3 separate regions of the Mus musculus genome follow, and regions 1 and 3 are each linked to region 2. A link is a contact called in public Hi-C and HiChIP or PLAC-seq data. All regions are on one chromosome and are shown on one strand. The core of a region is the stretch at or near the end of the contact, and the rest is flanking DNA. Distances in the headings are between cores, read along the strand shown.

Region 1 (2,700 bases), core at 11-2,510, 820 kb before region 2:
CCAGCCAACATTCTAGCATGCAGTGGGGATGGTTGGTGAGCCTACCTACACTGAAGTGCTATGGGCAATTGATGGCTTCTGAGAGAGGTGTCAGTGTTCTTTAAGGGTGATCTCTGGTAGGTTGGCCATGCTCCATTGGCTAGTCCCACAGGCCCCGGAGATGATCAGCCCAAACTGGACTTGATAGGTTATGGGGGCGGGGGGGGAGGACACAGTTTGAAGGGTACAGACATGGGGGTGAACCTAAGGGGAGTTAGAGCAGAAGAGTCAGGGGTAAATATGATCAAAATGCATTGTATGAAATTCTCAAAGAATAAAAGTATTAAAACTTTGTGGAAATGAAAAGAAACTTGAGTGGCGATTTAGTAAAAGAATTCCAAAGTAGGTGCTCCTAGAGAGCTTACCGTTTTCTTTAACGGTACACGACTGTTAACATCTGCAGCAAAAGCCATCAGCTTCCATTCCCCCTCCCCGCCCTCCCCCCACTCCCCCCAGCTCAGGCAGCCACTGGGGAGTATTTAGATCCCAGGTGATTTTCGTTTGTCCTCAGGGTTTCTACCAGAGTCTCCTAAGCGGATTACATGGCTGCCCTCTACCACAAAAGAGTTATCAACGCGTCAGTAATGAGAAACACCGGGCCAAAGCAAATGGAGAAGCCTCCCTTTTGCTAAGCTTTCTTGCCTTGCCCTTACAGTGGGCTTTCTTGAATGTACAAACACCAACAAAAAATATAGGCAGTTTTTATTTTATTTTAAGAAGATACAACAAATGCAGGCCCAAGAGCCAAAGCAGGCAGCCCAGTGCATGCGTGTTCAAAACGGACTTAGCAAACGAGCCCATAGGCCCATGGCTCCTGCACTTCTAGGTAAAAACCCAAGAGAACATGTGGTAGCAGCACCGTTAGGAAACTGGCTTGTAAATTAGGTTATCCAAGGACCTGGGACTTCTAATAAGTAGGCTGCTCAGTTTGTTCTCCTCAAACGTCTTCATTCATAAAGATTTACATAATGGGTCTGGGAAAGGTGTACACATACTCCGCACAGGATCATCTTCCGTTGTAGGTGAGTTGGATGGAAATTAAGGTGCAAGGACCGCAGATGCCAACCCAGCTGCTCGTGGCGCAGCGCGCAGGCGCAGGAAAAAAAAAAAAAGCCTCCAGGGGGCGGGGCGGCCGCGCGCGCAATTTCCGCCCGGGTCTCCCCGGAAGTTCCGAGTCCCGGTACTGGAGGGTGCAGCAAGTGCTTCCTGGATCCCGCGGAGGTCACGAGTAATGTGACAGCGACTTGACAGGCGGCTTCAGAGAGGCGACTGAACTGCGGGAACACCGGGGCAGGTCTTCCCAGGCTGGAGCGCGCGTGCGTCTGCAGAGGTCGCCGCTCCTCTCAGCTCGGGGACAGAGTGGGTGGGGAGAGGTGGGCTGGCCACCGGGCAGGGTCCCCGGGAACCTCCCCACTCCCTTGACGGAGATCCAGGGCTCTCGCTTGGCCCTGGAGAGGGTGGATCTCGTGATGCTGTCTGGGTCTGGAGAGGGTGACTAAGCCTCGGGTGCGGGGGAAGTCACGGAAGTTTTCCTTCCAGGAGTGGAGATCGATTCTGCGAGGAAAAGGGGTTCATCATGGCGGATGTAAGTTGACACCCCTTCCCAAGAAAAAGGGGAGGTGGGAGGTTTGCATACGGCTTCTGAGAGGAGAAAGGTAGAAATGTGTTTCAGCCTCGCCTCTCTTCCTGGATTTGTAGTAAGGACTTGCAGGGGCCTGAGCTTCTGTCAGGACCGGTTGTGATGGGCCACTAAGGTGCTTTAGCCTCAGAGAACTATATATTCTTCCACCTCCTAATCCTATTGGAGCATACAAGAACTCTGTGTGGGTGGCACTGGAAATTCTGAAGGATGACTGGCCGCCCTTCCAGTCAGTACCTGTTCATAGGACAGTGCTCTGAATCCTCTCCCAGTAAATAATGCTCTTGGTGTCTCAGTAGGCAGTGTTGGGAGTCTAAAAGGATGGCTAACGCGTGCCCCCTTAACAAGCTATGTTCCGTTTCTATGTGTCTGTTTAAGACGAGAGCAAAAGTAAGTTTGTGGTGGTAACGTGGGAAAGGACACTCATTCAGTTTGGGAGATAGAGGTTCAAAACAGCACACATTTAGAGTGGAGGTCATAATTGTCAGTATCTTTGCCAAGAAGCTGAATGTTAGAATAGTTTATCGGAATTAGGATCATTTAAAAAAAAAAATTCATGGGCAATCTGGATGCCCGGACATGGGAAGAGATTTATAGAGGATTCTCAAGTGAATACGGTAGCATCCGGATGTAAAATATTAGGAAGCACGTGACCTCATTTTACAGCAAATCTGTATTTGTGTGTCCCAATTCCAAGTACACTGACATAGCCCTTACTAACCTTTGACAGCGTTCTTAGGTTGTAGGGTCTGTGATTATCCCTGTAGACATGTAACGAAGCATATAATGAAACTGAGGCCTAGAAAAAGGTTAACTAACTTCTCCCAAGTTATACACGTCAGAGATGAAATGCCAGTGACAAGTGGTGAGTTCATGTCCTTTAGGGATAGGGACAGGGCTAGAACAGCACAAGGTAATAATGGTCTTTTAAAAATTATTCTCTTTCAGGATCTAAAGCGATTCCTGTACAAAAAGTTGCCAAGGTAAGAAATTATTGATTTGTTGCTGAATAAATTCTGTGC
Region 2 (2,700 bases), core at 53-2,552:
TTCGCAACTGTGATTGTAACATAGCCTCCTGAAAGCCAGGTCCATCTAGAAAGAGGTTACTGCAGGTAAAAAGGAAACTTCTTGCCTTATCAGAGCTTGACTGCAGGTTGCAGATTTTGAGCAAAAGGCAGAGGAAGTTACTCAGCAAAATCCTAGGCAGAAGACTTTGAGACCTCAAGTTCTCCACCGCCACCCTGATGGCATCATCTGCAGAGCCTCTTAAACATGCAAAGTTCTGGGCCCAGACTCACTGGCTGGTTCTGGAAATTCTTATCTTTTTCTACCATGGATGTCTAAAGACTAAAGTCAGTTCCCCTAGATGTTGCCACACACTTCTAAGCTGCCCTTTCTTCTCATCCCACAAAACCCTGGCATCTGTTTCCCTGCCCGTGTGCCAAGTGCCTGAAGAGTGTACATAGACAACTGCCGGGTACCTGCTCACCCGTGCTTCTCAAAGTTTCCACTCTCCAGTTCTGTCCTCTCCCAGAGGTCAGGAGTGCCCTGCATCTATAAACCCAACTGGGATTTCCCAGAGGGAGACAGTCCTGTATGTAACTCCTGCATCGCTTCCTGAGCTAGGAGGCAGGTGTGTTCCTTTGAGAATGTTTCATCAAAGGTGAGAAAAATTTCGTGGTGTGGAAGTGGACCTGGGTCAGGACGCCTCTGGGCCAGCTTCTCTTGCTCGCCTCCACTTGCAGGATGATTCGTTTCTTTGGCCGTTGGGAAGAGTGGATTAGTCAGAGAGATAGAGTATCCTTTGAGATACCCACTCCTCCATTCTCTCCTCTTTAATGGCCTAGATCCCTCTTGAACATCTCAACGAAGCCCGCCTGTTCTGCTGTTGGGTGGCAAGGAAGGTGTCTGCTCTTCCTCATAGCAATGCAGGAGGAGGTCGGTGTGATTAGGTGGCAAGGGGACCGTGTGTATGTGTGTGTGTGTGTGTGTGTGTGTGTTGGGAGGAGGGCGCTCACCCAGCCCTCGCTCCCCGAAGCCACCCTCTTTTTCAGGGTCCCTCCGGAGCTGCTGGTGGCCAAGAGAAGGACCCGCAGCTCATCCACGGGGGTCCGGTCCCTCTGCCCTGGCTGCTTTAGGTCTGTGAGCTACGGGGTGTTCCCTCGTCTCTCTCGGCGGCAAGGGGCTCGGGAAGAAGGGTCGGGGAGAAAGGAGGCGAAGAAACAGAGAGACACGCGGACCGCGACAGAGGTGGCGCGGCTGCGTCGTGCGGCTGCCTCTCGGGAGCTCCCGAGCACGAGTCGAGCGCGCGCGCGCCTCGCCGACCCAGGCGCCGGGCGGAGCTGCGGGCCGGGGCGGGCGGAGCGAGCGGCGGGAGGAGCGAGCGGTGGGAGGCGCGCGAGCGGGCGGCGGGCAGCGTCTCCGCCGGCATCTGCGCGGCCGCCTCTGCCCGGAGCCCGGGGACCGAGCGCCGGACCCGCCGCCTGGCGCACCGACGCGGAGCTCCCGCTTTGTGCTCCGTGCCGGTTCGAGGAGGCTTCCCGGAGGCTGCGGCCACCGCGCCCCGGCGGCCTCGGAGGCCCGCGGCTGGAGGTGCCGGAGCTGCTCGGTCCGCGCGGCTGAGCCCCGCGTGCCCCACTGCTCGCCGGGCTGCTCCGAGCCGGGGTGCTCCGGGGCTCCAAACTCGGGCTGGCGGGGCAAGTGTCTTCATGAACCCAGAGGATGTCCGGGAAGCACTACAAGGGTCCTGAAGTCAGTTGTTGCATCAAATACTTCATTTTTGGCTTCAATGTCATATTTTGGGTAAGTTGGAGCGCTCCTGGGTTTCCAAGTGCTGTGGCGGATGGGTGGGCGACGGTCCCCCGCCGTGGTCGCTGCTTTACTTTTCGCCGCCCCCGGAGCTCCTGCCCCAGTCGCGGCGAGAGGCGTCTACCTTCCGCCTTCCCGGCTCGAGCGCGGGGGAGAGAAACACTTCATCCTTTCCAGGACTCGGAGGAGGTGAAAAGAGGAACCAAGCCGGGCAGGGGGCAGCCAGGCCTCGGGGTGGCTTTTTTCTTTCTTTTCTTTCTTTCTTTCTTTTTTTTTTAAGGGGGTGGGGGGGGCGCGAAAAGCTGGGGTACAAATGGGAGGACGGCTCGGCAGTTTGAGAAACGAGGGAGCACACGGATTAGATTTGCTTCCCGTGGGATCTGGATGTTGGGCAGAGCGTGGTGTCATAATGGGGCAGGCTAATCGGGCAGAGCCGACCCCGAGATCCACCTTCCAGCGCCGATCTGATTGGCCGAGGGCTTGGCTCGGTGTTGCCGCGGCTGGTCTGTGCCGTGCTCAGCGTGTATCTCCTTGCACCATCTCCGGCTTTGTGTAGGATGCAGATGCCGTGGTGTGTGGCTCTGTAATGTGCACGTAAATAACACGTCCTGCATGCTCCTCTCCGGCAGTAAAGCGCTCCCTTTGCATAATGGACTGGCCAAGTGGGCGTGCAGGGTGGAGGGATTTATTTCTCTGTGTATCCTTGTGGAATAACTAGTCATCAGTCAACATATGTTTCGGTGTGCGCGTGCCTCGCGTCTTCCCCTTTTAAAGGGGTGACACACAGGTTTTCGGAACCCTTGGAGACATGCAAAGGAGAAGGTGTGTAAGACCTGTTTTGCTGGCAGAGCAGGTGAGCCGCGGCTTGCAAACCGGCTCCCAACCGTGCTCTGCGTGACACTCCCTCGTGCCGGGTGCCTATTGTAATCAGGCTGGGAC
Region 3 (2,700 bases), core at 181-2,680, 550 kb before region 2:
ACTGTGTGCGGAATTTAGTTGCACATCACATTCGTCATTCCAAAATCTACAGCTGAGGAGATGACTCAGCACTTAAGAGAACTCGCTGCTCTTGCCAAGGACCCAGACTCGTTTCCCAGGACCTACACTGGGCAGCTCAAAACTGCCTACAAGGCCAACTTCAGCGTATCTAAAGCCTTCTGGCTTCCACAGCTCTTTGTGCACGTGATGCATACCCATACATTCAAGTAAAACTTTGTGTGTGTGTGTGTGTGTGTGTGTGTGTGTGTGTATGTATGTATATATATTTAATATAAATTAATTGACAGAAGTTTCAAAGATACTTCCGAAAGCAAAATTTCCTTTCTTGTGGTCTCTTGATTCTACCCATGTATCAGTAAATTATCGAATTTTATTTAAAATAAGGGAAATACAATCCTCCAAAGAGAAGGATTGGTGAAAAAACCCAGTTAATGTTATTCAGAAAAAATGCCCTGCCCATTTGCATAAAATATTAATACCCTTAAGTTCAAAATAGTACACACATAGCACACGGGTTTACAAAGGGAACAGACAGGATAAGGAGGCACTGTAAGTCACGTGCGGTGGCCATCTTGTACAGCTGTTGCTGGAATCATGAACACTGCTCTCCCACTCTTCCAGCCCAGAACACACCACAGTTGTTCCTGGGACTTCTTCTCATACAGGATGTATTGTTCTGGGTATGCACTTTCTCCAAAAGGAGTCCTAACACCCCCTTGTAGCAATCCCCATTGTCACCCCAGCCTCACCACCTTCTAACCCCTTTTCTTCTTCAAAGCACTCTTCATAGCACCTGCTCCTCCCTGCGTTTTGTTTTTAAACATGTCACTTCTTCATGGCTCCTTTCAATAGGGTGTCATCATCAGGCGTGCCTTGATTTACCCCGGTGTTTCATCTTCTTTCCTGCTGTGCACACACCTGGTATAAACTCAACAATTGCTGTTAAATGGGCTAGCAATTTTTCCCCACAAGATAAATGTCTCTATGAATAGTGCAGTGCTGTTAGTACGGACGGTCTCCTCAATATAAGTGACTAACTTTAAAAGACAGCATCCTTTTTTCTCAAAATGGCCTACTTGGTTCTTGTATGCCTTAAAAAGCATATTTGAGACTCATAAGTAAGCATACCCGAGATGTTAGCAATTGTTTCTAACGATGAATAGAAAATTATACCTGAGAACGGCTTTAAAAGCAGATAATTTAACTGATAGAAGCTCAGGTCTGCCGATGGCCTTCCAGCCTCATATTGGGTCTCGGCTGAATTTTGTTATTTCCTTAAATCTCGGACTTAAGGAGATTTTATCGATGGAAACAGCTGACTGTCTGATGCCTCCAAAAGAGCAAAGCGGTGTCTCTTCAGTTTCTCCCACTCACACTCCAATGGGTCCAGGTGCCTGCCTCCCTGGTTGTGAGGAGATAGGTTAGCAACGGATCAGCATTGTGGGAAATCTAAGTTCCAGAACTCTGTAACAGCCATTGCTCCAGGCCGCTTGTTACACAGCTTCACTAGCATGGCACAGTGCATCTCTTGCTGGTTTCAGACGGGGTATGGTGGATGTGCTGCGGATCTCAGGAAAAGAGGAAAGGGAGAAAGTCAGCCCAGTGCGTGCTATGTGACAGAAACAGCGGTGGCAGTGGGGTTGCTGGGAAGGCCTCCCAGTCATTGTGAAAGGACACCATTTGAGTCTCAGGGGTGGGAAGAGGCGGTCTCAAGGCGGGGGAGGGAGGTTGAGGAAAAGAGAATAACAGAGTACCCATAACAGGAAAGGGGAGGGCTCGGAGAGCAAGCGGGCGGGGCAGAAGGAGAGGGGAGGGGCATGGTGAGGGAAGGGATGGTGGAAAATAAAGGAACAAAACAAGGTATGTATTAAAGAACGTCACAATGAAATCCATTACTTTGTATGCATGATTAAAAATAAATTAAGGAGAGTGAGAGGGAGGAAAAAAAATGAGGAGAAGCTGGGTGTGGTGACCCAGTCCTATAGTTCCAGCCTTTGGGAGAATTAAACAGAAAGATTGCCCGGGCTACAGAGTAGGACCCTATCTGAAAAATCAAAGTGACAACAAATAATGGGCAAAGTTCCTCGGATGTCTAACAAACTTCTCAGGAGTGATTAGCGAGTAACAGCAAGAAATGCAGCGCTTGTGTTCCTGAGCTCCTAGAAACAGCATTTTAACTCTTTACCGTTTACTGTCTTGTAATGTGCTCACTCCCTCTCCACCCCTTTCACATACACCCCCAACAGCTCCACCATCCTTACCACAAGGTCTTCATAGAATTGGCAGCATTCTGTTCCATCCGTCAACCTCCCAACCCATGAGCTGAACATACCTTGTTTTCTTTGTATGTCAGCTGGTCTCTTACATTTTATTATAGCAACATGAAGCTGACTGGGGCATAACATACATTAAGAATGTTTACATGTGCCGGGCAGTGGTGGCACATGCCTTTAATCCCAGCACTTGGGAGACAGAGGCAGGGGAATTTCTGAGTCTGAGGCCAGCCTGATCTACAGAGTGAGTTCCAGGACAGCCAGGGCTATAGAGAGAAAGCTTTTCTAGAAAAACAAGCAAAACAAAAACAAAACAAAACAAAAAGCAAAGAATGTTTATATGTGTAGCATAAACAATCGTGTTGTGGGGCATCCACAAGAGAAGACTGCTCAGATGTGGGTTTAA

The links. Hi-C and Micro-C count contacts between places; a contact is called where the count stands out from the background. HiChIP or PLAC-seq counts read pairs in DNA pulled down with a chosen protein or histone mark.
Region 1: a contact with region 2 is called in an H3K27ac HiChIP or PLAC-seq map of microglia, with 4 times the contacts expected there. The contact joins the promoter of Lamtor3 here to the promoter of Tspan5 in region 2. A contact is called at or near these places in 2 of 115 datasets of contacts at active chromatin or transcription factors (microglia and pancreatic cancer cells).
Region 3: a Hi-C map of uterus shows a contact between it and region 2. The contact joins the promoter of 4930579F01Rik here to the promoter of Tspan5 in region 2. A contact is called at or near these places in 1 of 39 promoter capture datasets (hippocampal neurons) and 1 of 484 Hi-C or Micro-C datasets (uterus).

The regions. Positions count from the first base shown.
Region 1 is chr3:137,917,295-137,919,994 of GRCm38.p6, forward strand. Lamtor3 (late endosomal/lysosomal adaptor, MAPK and MTOR activator 3) reads left to right here and starts at 1,261. Exons shown (of 7, transcript NM_019920.2): 1 at 1,261-1,369; 2 at 1,579-1,624; 3 at 2,627-2,661. The coding sequence starts at 1,616.
Region 2 is chr3:138,740,906-138,743,605 of GRCm38.p6, forward strand. It overlaps Tspan5 (tetraspanin 5), which reads left to right and starts at 1,303. Exons shown (of 8, transcript NM_019571.5): 1 at 1,303-1,755. The coding sequence starts at 1,675.
Region 3 is chr3:138,192,401-138,195,100 of GRCm38.p6, forward strand. It overlaps 4930579F01Rik (RIKEN cDNA 4930579F01 gene), which reads right to left and starts at 1,431. Exons shown (of 9, transcript NM_001374685.1): 1 at 1,195-1,431.